Regions from separate parts of the Sus scrofa genome. Here all the other regions are linked to region 3. Evidence: chromatin contacts called from public HiChIP or PLAC-seq data. All regions are on one chromosome and are shown on one strand. Each heading gives the region's core, a stretch centred on a gene start, on an enhancer-like site or on the middle of the called end of the contact. The rest is flanking DNA. Distances are from core to core; before and after follow the strand shown. Region 1 has its middle 300 kb from the start of RNLS. Region 2 has its middle 330 kb from the start of PTEN. Region 3 overlaps PTEN (phosphatase and tensin homolog).

What was found. HiChIP or PLAC-seq counts read pairs in DNA pulled down with a chosen protein or histone mark.
Region 1: an H3K27ac HiChIP or PLAC-seq map of alveolar macrophages shows a contact between it and region 3. The contact joins two enhancer-like sites. A contact is called at or near these places in 1 of 47 Hi-C or Micro-C datasets (omental adipose tissue) and 2 of 2 datasets of contacts at active chromatin or transcription factors (alveolar macrophages and skeletal muscle).
Region 2: a contact with region 3 is called in an H3K27ac HiChIP or PLAC-seq map of alveolar macrophages. The contact joins two enhancer-like sites. A contact is called at or near these places in 2 of 47 Hi-C or Micro-C datasets (both in embryonic fibroblasts) and 1 of 2 datasets of contacts at active chromatin or transcription factors (alveolar macrophages).

What each region holds. Positions count from the first base shown.
Region 1 is chr14:100,305,478-100,309,445 of Sscrofa11.1, forward strand. No RefSeq gene overlaps it. Among named protein-coding and RNA genes, the nearest start is that of RNLS, 300 kb to the right of the region's middle. Within about 2 kb of position 2,519, at least 7 of the 83 cell types and tissues checked have an H3K27ac peak or open chromatin away from gene starts, as enhancers often do. A contact at or near this core is called in alveolar macrophages, where this site is marked.
Region 2 is chr14:100,262,826-100,266,544 of Sscrofa11.1, forward strand. No RefSeq gene overlaps it. Among named protein-coding and RNA genes, the nearest start is that of PTEN, 330 kb to the left of the region's middle. Within about 2 kb of position 2,201, at least 10 of the 83 cell types and tissues checked have an H3K27ac peak or open chromatin away from gene starts, as enhancers often do. A contact at or near this core is called in alveolar macrophages, where this site is marked.
Region 3 is chr14:99,947,356-99,951,251 of Sscrofa11.1, forward strand. The region is part of intron 1 of PTEN (phosphatase and tensin homolog); the gene reads left to right. Among named protein-coding and RNA genes, the nearest start is that of PTEN, 19 kb to the left of the region's middle. Within about 2 kb of position 2,321, at least 2 of the 83 cell types and tissues checked have an H3K27ac peak or open chromatin away from gene starts, as enhancers often do. A contact at or near this core is called in alveolar macrophages, where this site is marked.

The sequences.
Region 1 (3,968 bases), core at 1,269-3,768, 360 kb after region 3:
TGGGCAGCAAGGCTCTCAGAAGCCTTTAGTTGTGGTTTAAACTGTACTTTGAGGAACCCTCAGAAGAAGCCAGGAGGAGTCCTCTTTCACCTGAAGGGCTGTTCCTCCTGCATGTGACTGATTTATTTACATGATGATGGAAGATTTTGTCTGAATAACAACATCCATGACTAAAGCAAACTTGGAAATCCACTTATCTCATCCAAATCCTTTATATTCTGGTGAAGGCCTGAGAAGAGGAGCCATAAGCCTTCCAAACTTAGAGGCATTTTAGGTTCTGGGAGAGAGATGATTTCTTTGACAAGAGGAGAGAAGGGGAGCTACTGTCATGGCTCAGTGGTTAACAAACCTGACTAGTATCCTTGAGGATGTGGGTTCGATCCCTGGCCTTGCTCAGTGGGTTAAGGATCTGGTGTTGCCGTGAGCTATGGTGTAGGCTGCAGACAAGGTTGGGATCCTGAGTTGCTATGGCTGTGGTATAGGCCAGCAGCTACAGCTCCAATTCAGCCCCTAGCCTGAGAAGGTCCATATGCCGTGGGTACAGCCCTAAAAAGACAAAAGAGGGGAGAAGGGTAAAAAACTAAAACAAAATAATGACATCTATGTCTACATATATAATCTCTATCATTTACCTTTGTACTGCTTGGTGATTCTTACAGCCAGGAGATGTGAATTAGATCTGTCTGTATCCTTCCTGTGGTCAAGATCACCTTCCTATTAGACTGAGGGTCAGGTTTATCTTCCAGCTTCTTTCTATACCTTTGTGTGTGTGTGTGTGTGTGTGTGTGTGTGTGTGTGTGTGTGTGTGTTTCCCCTGAGGATTTAGCTGACTTTGCCTGTCTTCAGGCCGGACACTCCAAGAGCAATTTGAGGCCACTCCCTGCTTTAGATACTGGCTTCCTTCAGCCTCAGTTGCTGTCCTATGCCTCCAGGGTTCCTAAAGCAGAAGTGGTGGCCAGGTCTCTTTCCTGGCTATGACACTGTCTCAAGAGGGGACTCCATGTTTCCATCTACTCGGTGTTTCCTTCTAGGAGCAACTTGAGTCTGGTTCTGTTCAGCATCCTCAGAGAACTTTGTACAATGCTTGTCAGATAGGAAATACTCTGTAATGTTTGCTGATTTGCATCCATTACTAAAATTTACAGCAGGGAGAAGGCCCTTGTGAGATCCTACCAGTTCATTTTTTTGTTGTTGTTGGTTATCCAAAGAACACATTTTTCAAATCCTAATTATCTCACCACTGGATGGGAAATAGACACCATCCCAACTCCCAGGCAAATACCTTTTCTGGATGACCCTGGCAGCGTCCCAGGAATGAGCTCATTTTTCAGAAGGGGATTCTTCTCCCAAACAACAAACCCCTGCTTTGGGGAAGAGAACAAGAAATTCCTTTGGGATTTCTCTTCTCAAGCTTCTAGAGAGCCAGTCTTCTGCAGGCAGAGATGGCTTCCAGGCTGTTCATACATAAACTGCTGCTGGCGGGCTGGTGGCCTGTTTGATAGTCTGAGGTCTAGCAAAGATTTAGCTCCCGGGGGTCACCAAGAGGTCATGGTCTCAATGATTTCCTCTGTTATTTATCTTTGGCTTGTGGTATTGGAGCTTGCCTTTGATAGAGGGCATTTCTACCACAACTGCACAGAATCAAGCACTTCAGTGCTTTGGTTTGAGGTGGAGAAGGGTTGGCTTCTAATGCTCTGAATATGTCCCTGAGTACATCTGAGAGTATCTAATTCTGCCCTTTTCTGATGAGCAAATTTATTTGGGGAGGGGGGGGGCTTCCAAGGCTCAGGTTAGGAAAGGAATTGTCCTGGTGAGGTCAGCAGTTTTTAGTTTGAGTAATTCCATTTTCAGTTCCTTAAGAGATACTCCTCTTGCTATGAGACAGAGATGAAAGCAGCACTTCTTAGGCCTCTGGGGTGCGTCGTTACTTTCCTGAACTGCTTATGACTCACTTGCCACCGCCCTCAATGCAGCCAGGGGACCATTTATGCTGAACCAGCCTTTGGATTTCTCTTCTTAATGACAGCAAACTTGTGTGGCCAGCTCACAGGTCAACTGCTGGAGCATCCCAGGACTGGTCAGCTCAGCAGGCTCTTGGGTTTCCCAGGAGGACTCCTCAGCGTGTTTCATGTGGGTTTGCTAACCCCATCCTGTTTCATTATGATTTAAGACAACCGTTATCTCTCATCTGGGTCAGAAAGTATGAGTTGCCTAGGATTTCAACCATACATGAGGGGCCTGAATTAAACACCTAGCATCGTGGCCTGAAAAACTGGTTGCAACATGTCCTGTGCTCTCATTCCCTCAAAAAGTATCTCACCAAATGGAAGCATTTGGTTCTAGAAGTTCCTTTCTGTGTGCTGCTCCATCTCTGCCACAGAGTGCCAGGACAGACAGTGTGCTGAGCTATGTCGGGTCTGTCAAAGAAAATGATGTGATGTGTGCTGAAGACATTGCCATCTGTGGGAGAATGCAATCTAGGCTCGACACAGAAGGAAAAGGAAGTGCTGTTACGTCAGGAATATGACCAGTTAGTCAAATTCCCAGAACAGCCTGTTGCTTCTTACGGTGGCGGATGTGTCCCAGCCTCTTAGCAGCCCCAGATTTGAACTAAGGGAGAACTGTTAGGTATAGGGGCTAGACAGGAAAGAGGAGTGATATGTTTTACATATTTTCTGGCAGTGGATTTCTATATGAAATCCAGTTTACTTAGTGTCCTAGGGCACTGAAACAAAAGTTTTATGAAACAATACCTATATGTCACCATGTTATTTTCTTTTTCTGTTCTTTTCCCATTCTTTGCTATTTTAATTTAAAAAATTCTCAGCTCTCTAAATTGCTATTATGAGCCACTTATAGGTCAAAGCCCATATTTCAAACAACAGCAAAGCATTAGCATATATAAGCAGCATCCTAGGAAATTTTATATAATATGGATCCCTGGGCCTTTCTCCAGAAATTCTAATGTATCCAGTCTCAGGGCCACCAGATTTGCATTTTATATTATGAAATTCTAATTTGACCAGTGTGAGAACAGGGAAGTGTTTTGATCTTTGATATATCCCAAGTGTTTTGAATGGAGACCCTGGTACAGAATAGACACTTGATCAATGTTGGCTGGATAAATGAATGAATGAAAAAGTATACCTAGTGATTTAAATTCAAGTGGCCTAGAGATTACCATTGTGTTTGATTTGTCTTCAATTGTCTTATTGGAGTTCCTGTCATGGCTCAGCAGAAATGAATCTGACCAGTATCCATGAGGATGCAGCTTCAATTCATGGCCTCGCTCAGTGGGTTAAGGATCCAGCATTGCTGTGGCTGTGGTGTAGGCTGGCAGTTGCAGCTCCGATTCAACCCCCTAGCCTGGGAACCTCTATATGCTGCTAGTATGGCTCTAAAAAAACAAAAAAAAAAAATTGTGTTCTTTTGGAGAGAAACATTTTATTTCACTAAAATTTCAAGCTTACAGAGAAGATGAAAAAATAGGACAAAGATGTCTCTTTATCTTTTATTTAAATTTCTAGTTTAGCCACATTTGCATTTCTCATCTCCTTATCTATTTTTTTTCTTCTAAACCATCTGAGAGTTAGTTGTAGACAAAATGCCCCTTTACTACTAAATACTTCAGCTTTTTTTTTTTTTTTTTTTTGCTTTTTAGGGCGGCACCCACAGCATGTGGAAGTTCCCAGGCTAGGGGTTGAATCAGAGCTGTAGCTACTGGCCTACACCACAGCCACAGCAACACCATATCTGAGCCATGTCTGTGACCTACACCACAGCTCATGGCAACACTGGATCCTTAACTCACTGAGTGGGGCCAGGGATGGAACCCACAACCTTATGGTTACTAGTCAGATTTGTTTCTGCTGAGCCACTACGGGAACTCCCAGAATGTATTTTCTAAAAACAAGAACATTCTTTTATTTGGGTTACAATCTGAGGGGCCCCTAGACTAGAGGTTAAAT
Region 2 (3,719 bases), core at 951-3,450, 320 kb after region 3:
ATCCAAATTTGATACTCTCTATAGAGCCAGCGAATATTAGAAATTAAAGTTTTAATAACATCCTTCTATATTTTTAGTTCCCTACTCATTAAATTATAGAATTGATGTATTCGTCAGCTGGAGCTGCCATAACAAAATATCATAGGTCCGTATTTTGCTTAGACAATAGATAATTATTTCTCTCAGTTCTGAAGGCATGGGAGTTCAAGATTAAGATACCAGCTAGTTTGGTTCCTGGTGAAGGTCTTGTTCCTGGTTTCCAGAAATCTCTCTTCTTTTTTTCCTATACCTACTGATCCCATCATGACTGCCCCATCCTCACGCCCTAACTTAACTCAGTTATTTTATAAAAACCTCCCAAATAATATTTCTAATTTGGGGGTTAGGGCCTAAACATATGAATTTTGGAGGACCACAACTCGGAACACAGCAATTGTAATTGAAAACAACTTGGGACCAATATAAGGTTGCTAATAATTTGTCATTATTCTATGAATTAACTAATTATATAATTAAAAATCATTAAAAATCAATTAATTAATATAAAAATAGACTAAAGAAAGGTCCTCTAAATGCATTTAGCTATATAAAATACTTACACTGGTGTTCTAACTTTTTTCATCTCACTATGACTGACAAAACTTTGTCATAAAATGAATTCTGTAAAGGTTTTGTATGAATTCATAATTGAAGAGACAAAAACTTTGCCTTTTTTAAAATAAAGGTTTTGAATTTAACTAATTTGTGCACAAAGTTTTCCTAATTTTGGAACTGTTGGGATTCTGTGCCGAAGCAGTGCTTAGAGGCAAAGAAGTTAGGAACACTCAGTCATCAACAGACATTATAATTTAAGACATGTTTATCCAGCCCAATGTCAAGGACATCAAAGTGGACAATTTCAGCTCTTTATCTGTGCACAGTTTATACAACCCCTTGTTATCCAGTGCAAAATTTTAATTTCAGTCTTCAACAACTAGAAAGACAGAATATCAATCTTTGATAAATAAAACTAGACTCAGAGGTATTAATATCCCTGCAATTAATGTCTCTCCCAACTAACCACATGTCTCTGGATATAGTTGAAGAAGAATTTCAGCTATCTAAGACTCATAAGGTCCCAGCTCCAGCTGGGACTTCAAATCATGTTTCCAGAACACAAAGAACACTTGATAAAGTTGGAGAGAAATATTTTTCAAAAATATGTCACCAGGCAGCTTGGGAGTGATTTAACAGAACCATCCTACAGGGTATGAATTTAACCTTTGATCTCTGAAATGAAGGTCAGCAAATTTGTTTTTACTCTACATCTCTTATAATCAACTCAATGTCTGGGTAAATCAGTTTCTAAAGAGGAGGCTGTGTTTGCAGATAAGTGATACTTTCACCCTTCAATTTTGAACCACTTAACCCTCTCTTCCCTGAGTTAAATTCTACTGCTGTTGTCAACTTTTTGTGGGAAAGGAATCTAAAAACTTAAGATGCCATGTATTAGAATGGGGGAAATGCCATACTGTTGGCTACAAATGAAATAAAATGTCCAAGAAAAATGTTTTAGTGGTGTTTTTTTTTTTTTTCCCTTCTAGGAGATGAGCACATGAAAAGATACTGTTTTTTAGCTATCAGTTCACCTGAAGTCTTCTTGCCAATCCCAGGTTGGCAAAGAATAGCCTATGGGCTAAATCCAACCTACTGCCTGTTTTTGTAAATAAAGTTTTATTGGAACACGACCATGTTCATTCGTTTAGGTATCATCTCTGGCTGCTTTCGTGTTACAATGACAACTGACTAATTGCAGCAGAGAGCATGTGTCTCACAAAGCCTAAAATATTTACTCTCTGGGCCTTTACACAAAATCTTTGCCAACCACTGCTTTAAATCAAAGAAAGAGGCTTGGGGTGGTGACATCACAATAATACATCCTTAGCACAGATATAGCAATGGCTTGGCAGTAAATGAGGATGGGACGTTGGTTTTAATCCAGATATTCACTTTTTAGAAACAGAGTCTCAGAATAACATTAAGCTGATGAAAAGAACAATAGTTGGGGATGCATTGTAATGAGGTATAGACATAGTAACTAAATTTATTCCTCTGATTCTCCAGCAGTCTATCTAATAAAAATACGCTACAGTAGAGATGAACCCAGAATCTTCAGCTGATGTCAGCCATTTGGGAATAAGAGTTCCTTCTCTGCAGCAGATGTGTGGCTTGAAGTTCATCATGAGTACACTCAGAGAGAGAGCACAGCATGTGTTGTTCTGTGGAGGGGACCAACACTGGCCTGTCAATGGGATAACAAATTTTGTTAAAGGACTTGGGGAAACAGTAAGGGTTGGGAACTGGGCTAGAACTTGAAAAATGAATTTTAACCCTTCCTGGGTATGACTATCCTTTTAAAATAATGATGATTCTGTCCAAGAAATGCCTATCAAATTTAAACCAAAAGAATGCAATGCAGTCAGTTGCCGTGCTTGCCAGTCATTCTACATGGACAGCTGCCAGGAGGTTGATACACAAAGGCGATGGTTGCATGCATGGTTATTTCAGTCCTAGACACTCGTCATCCCTTGAAATTGCTCTGTTCCCAGGATTCCAAACTCCAGCCTCCCCTTGCCTTTCTCAGAAGTCAAGTGCATGAGCCAATGAGGGTGGGCCCCCTCAATTTCCTTCTCTAACCCAAACTGCAGGTATTCATTCTGGGTCCAGATTTTCACTCCTGTCTTGGAAGAAAGGCAGAGACCCACCGCTGGGCTTGAACACTGCTGTATTTCCTGCTCTTTTTAGGACACTGCTTTTTCATTTGCAAGGTTTTCCTTTCTACTGACTCTTTCTGTTTTCCTAACTAACATGCTTGGGTCTCATTTGATCTAAAACTATGAAAAACCAAAACAAAAATTAGAGAAATTTGCTTCGACTTAGTTCCTCTCTTTTCCCACTTTTTTTCCTGACTTTTTTCTCTTTCACTGTCTGTAGCAAGAATAAGACTAGGTTATGCTATGATAACACACTGCCTCTACATCTTAGTGGTTTTCTACAATGACCCAGCTTCCATAAGGATGTATCTATACTGCTGCCACCTCTTTTCTCAGTGTCTACTCACTGTACCCCCACCCATATCTTCTAAACCCTGGCTTTTGTCACCATCACTCTCTTAAAACTACATTTTGTTGTTGTTGTTTTCACTTTTCATTTCTTTTTTTTTTTTTTTTTTTGTATTTTTCTAGGGCTGCACTTGCAGCATATGGAGATTCCCAGGCTAGGGGTGTAATCAGAGCTGTAGCTGCCCGCCTACGCCAGAGCCACAGCAATGTGGGATCCGAGCCACGTCTGAGACCTACACATAGCTCGTGGCAATGCCGGATCCTTAACCCACTGAGCAAGGCCAGGGTTCAAACCCGCAACCACATGGTTCCTAGTCGGATTTGTTAACCACTGAGCCACGACGGGAACGCCTAATTTTTTAAAATATTTATTTATTTATTATTTATTTTGCTTTTTAGGGCTGCAGCCACAGCATGTGGAGGTTACCAGGCTAGGGGTCCAATAAGAACTACAGCTGTCGGCCTAGGCCACAGCCACAGCAACACAGGATCTGAACCTCGCCTGCGACCTATACCACAGCTCACAGCATGGCCAGGATCCTTAACCCACTAAGCAAGGCCAGGATTTGAACCCACAACCTCATGGTTCCTAGTTGGATTCGTTTCATCTGTGCCTGG
Region 3 (3,896 bases), core at 1,071-3,570:
CTGAGCAAGGCCAGGGATCGAACCTGCAACCTCGTGGTTCCTAGTCGGATTCGTTAACCACTGCGCCATGACAGGAACTCCAAGAAATACAAAATTTTTATTAAATGAGAAAGCCATAGAAGTCCATGAGCACAATTTGATTTTAGAAGTTGATAATATGGATATAACTGTGACATACTTGGAAAGTGTTTGTTAAATTTAAACTTGTTAAAATTTGTTGAAAGAAGTGTAAAGCTGATGTAGCTTATGAACCAATGACTGAATTTCTTTTCCTCTCACCTGAGCCTTAGGTGTCTGTGGTTAGACAGCATCGAAAGCAGGGAAAATGCTCCAGAAATTAGTGGAAAATAAAATTAAATGGTGAAGTGGCTGCATTTGCTAACTTGCTTTGATTCTTGTCTTCTCTTGTTAGTCTGACTTTATTCCTTTACTTATGCTGCCAGTGTAGCTCAGTGTTCCTATCAAATTTGCTTTTGATACTTTTTGATAGCTACCTCTACAGTGACTATCTGTATGTCATTTTTTTAGACCTGTCATGTTCTGTATATGCTATTACTTCATATTGTTACATCTTACAGTTAGCTGGAATTCTAAAAATAGCTTATATGTGATCTTTGGAAATAAGGAAATTATTTAATTATTTAAATAATTCCTTAAAATAATTATGGCAGAAAAAAATAGTTATTTGTATACTAGCACTGTACTTTATAAGTTGTTAAGGGATAAGCGTATCTACACATTGTACCTAGTACTACAGAGAAACTTCTCAGAACTGCTCTACTGTTAGTAATTATTATACTTAAAATAAGATTCAGTCTATATGTCAGGAACATATTATTGTAAAATAAGGCTTAGGGAGCACTGTTTTTATCCCTTGTCATTTTGAAAAAAATGCAACATAATGGAAAGTAGTAAAACAAAATATGTTAGGGAGCTATTTTTGGTTGTTACCCTCTATTTGAAAATTCAAGGTAAATTTATAGCATAAACTGCATTAATTAAAAATTCTGAAATACAGTAGACTCATGAGATCACAACTCACAAGGTGTTTTCTAAAAGATAATTTGTTAATTATAGGCAATTAGGAAAATATTTTTAGTGTTTTAAGTTATGATTGGCTGCGTAGAATATCCAATAAAATTATTTAGCTCTTATGAAGCCACATTATTTTATAATAGGTCAGTTATACTGTGGGTTAAATCAACTTCTGTAGACAGACTTTAAAACATAACTAATGTTTATTAGTTTTTTCCTTTGGAACAGTATTCAGTGTTGTGAGAAGGGATTGTTGTAGCACTTGAATCAAACATGATATATATAACTATCAGAACTCATAAACCAATAACTTAAGATCTGTGTATTTAATTGTAGGTAAATTATACTTCAGTTTAAACAAAACAAATTTAGCACATTTGCTTGAAGGTAGGGGAGTGGGGAAAGACTGTCTATTGTGTCTCATCTCCTATAGCTATGATGGCATTCCAACTTGGGCAAAATAGAAAGTACCATATATGCATTTCTCACCTCTCTGTTGCATGTGTAGTAGCCAATGATGTGGGGAAAAAAGGCTTTTTTTCTTTCTGGAGTTACGTTTTACATATGTTCTTAAATAAAAAGGCAAATTGATATAGTACAGTTTTTAAAGAGTTTAAAATTTCAGTTAAGCTTAGATGCTCTTTAGAAGGGTTAGATTATTCAGTAAGTCAGTGTCATTGAAGAACAACCAAATAGTTCTGGTGGGCTCTTCTAATCCAGAGTTGTACCATTTGTTCAACTGAGAGACAAACATCACTGTTTTAGGCATTGTTCATATATTACATCATTTAATCCTTATGACAGTGCTATTATATGATAGTGTTTTAATAGTATTATGATAGTATTTTATTATTCAGAGCAAAATATCTAAAATTTTTTTGTAAGAAACGTTTTAGCATAGGGAAGCAAAAAGCCATATATTAAAAAGATTTTGTTTATTGATATAATTCTTGGCATAAGAAATATTTGCCTCAAGTTTGAGCACTCAATAGCTGCTGACGTTAGTTTTGGAAATACCAGTAGATTTTTATATTGTGTTTCAGAAGTTTTTTAATTTTAACGTTATTTCAAATTACTTTCATTTGAAACTGCTTCCTTTGAAAATTTTATATTTTATTGATTTGAAACATGGAAAAACTTAATCTTTTGTGAGACTGAATGGTGTAAAAAGCTTGGGCTTTGGAGTTAGGTACATGAGTTTGAATCATAACAAACTACTTAACTGGCTTTAGGACCTTTGGCAAATTACCCAATCTTTTTGACCCTCAATTTCATCATCTATGAAGTGGTAATGTTACTTCATAGGATTGTTAAGATTAAATGAGAATGCATTTGGCATACTGTCTGGGACATGTTCTTTCTGTTTTTCAATCTTATGAGGGATGCCAAAGTCTTGGGAAAAACTGTATGAATAAGAAAGATGAGAGTCTGAGCAACCTGAAACCTTAAGAAGACTGAAGTCCTAGCTTTTCTTTATAGGAAGGACTGGATTGTTACTCTATAAGAGATTGCAGGGCCATAGGAACTCCCATGTTGACCAAGCTCCCTGCCACAGCATCATTAAAACTAGAGCTACTCTATCAGTCCCTCCACCTTCTCCATAAAGTTTCGTGTGTGAGCTGTGCTGGACTACTCGCTTTTTCTGAATATTTTATGTGTTCCTTTATTTCTTCTCTAACCCTCTGTTTGGAATGTTGTAATTGCCCTTGTTTCTTCTTCTGTTTACTAATGTCTGACTTATTTTTTAAGGATTATCTAATGTATTACCTATTTTATAAAGCTTTATCTCTTCTTGTACAGAATTAATCCCTTTTTCTAGCTTTTAAAGTATCTTGATCTTATGTATAATGGGGCCTTTGGCACAGTTGTAGATCTGTATGTCTGTCTTCCCTAATAGAATAGGAACCTCTCAAGTGCAGTAGTCTTTGTTTACTTAGCCTTATGTTCTCAGTGCCCCTTGCACAATGTTCATTATGTGTTTGGGTAATGAAGTGAATAAAGCGGGGGGGGGTGTATCTGAATTCACTTTAATGAGTACGTAACACCCTCATTTATGTATAGTTACTGACAAATAGTTTTCTTAAATTAACCAAGCCCTTTGCAACCTTACTTAATTAGTATTCATAATACAAGAGTAAATTTGAGTATAGTTCTGTTAAAATGACTGCATTTCAAGGGGCTTTGTATTTTTTTTTAATTGAAGAGTATTTATTTACAGTATTTCAGGTGCATAACAAAGTGATTTGGATTTTTTCCATTAGAGGTCATCCAAGGTATTGAATGTGATTCTCTGTGCTATACAGTAGGTCTTTGTGGTTTATCTATTTTATATATAGTAGTATGTATCTGTCAATCCCAAATTCCTAATTTATTCCTTCCCCCATTTCTTTTTTTTTTTTCCCCACTGTACAGCAAGGGGATCAAGTTATCCTTACATGTATACGTTACAATTACATTTTTTTTCCCCACCCTTTGTTCTGTTGCAACATGAGTATCTAGACAAAGTTCTCAATGCTATTCAGCAGGATCTCCTTGTAAATCTATTCTAAGTTGTGTCTGATAAGCCCAAGCTCCCCATCCCTCCCACTCCCTCCCCCTCCCATCAGGCCGCCACAAGTCTTTTCTCCAAGTCCATGATTTTCTTTTCTGAGGAGATGTTCATTTGTGCTGGATATTAGATTCCAGTTATAAGTGATATCATATGGTATTTGTCTTTGTCTTTCTGGCTCATTTCACTCAGTATGAGATTCTCTAGTTCCATCCATGTTGCTGCAAATGGCATTATGTCATTCTTTTTTATGGCTGAGTAGTATTCCATTGTGTTCTTCCCCCATTTCTATGATTTCTCTATAGGGCTAGAA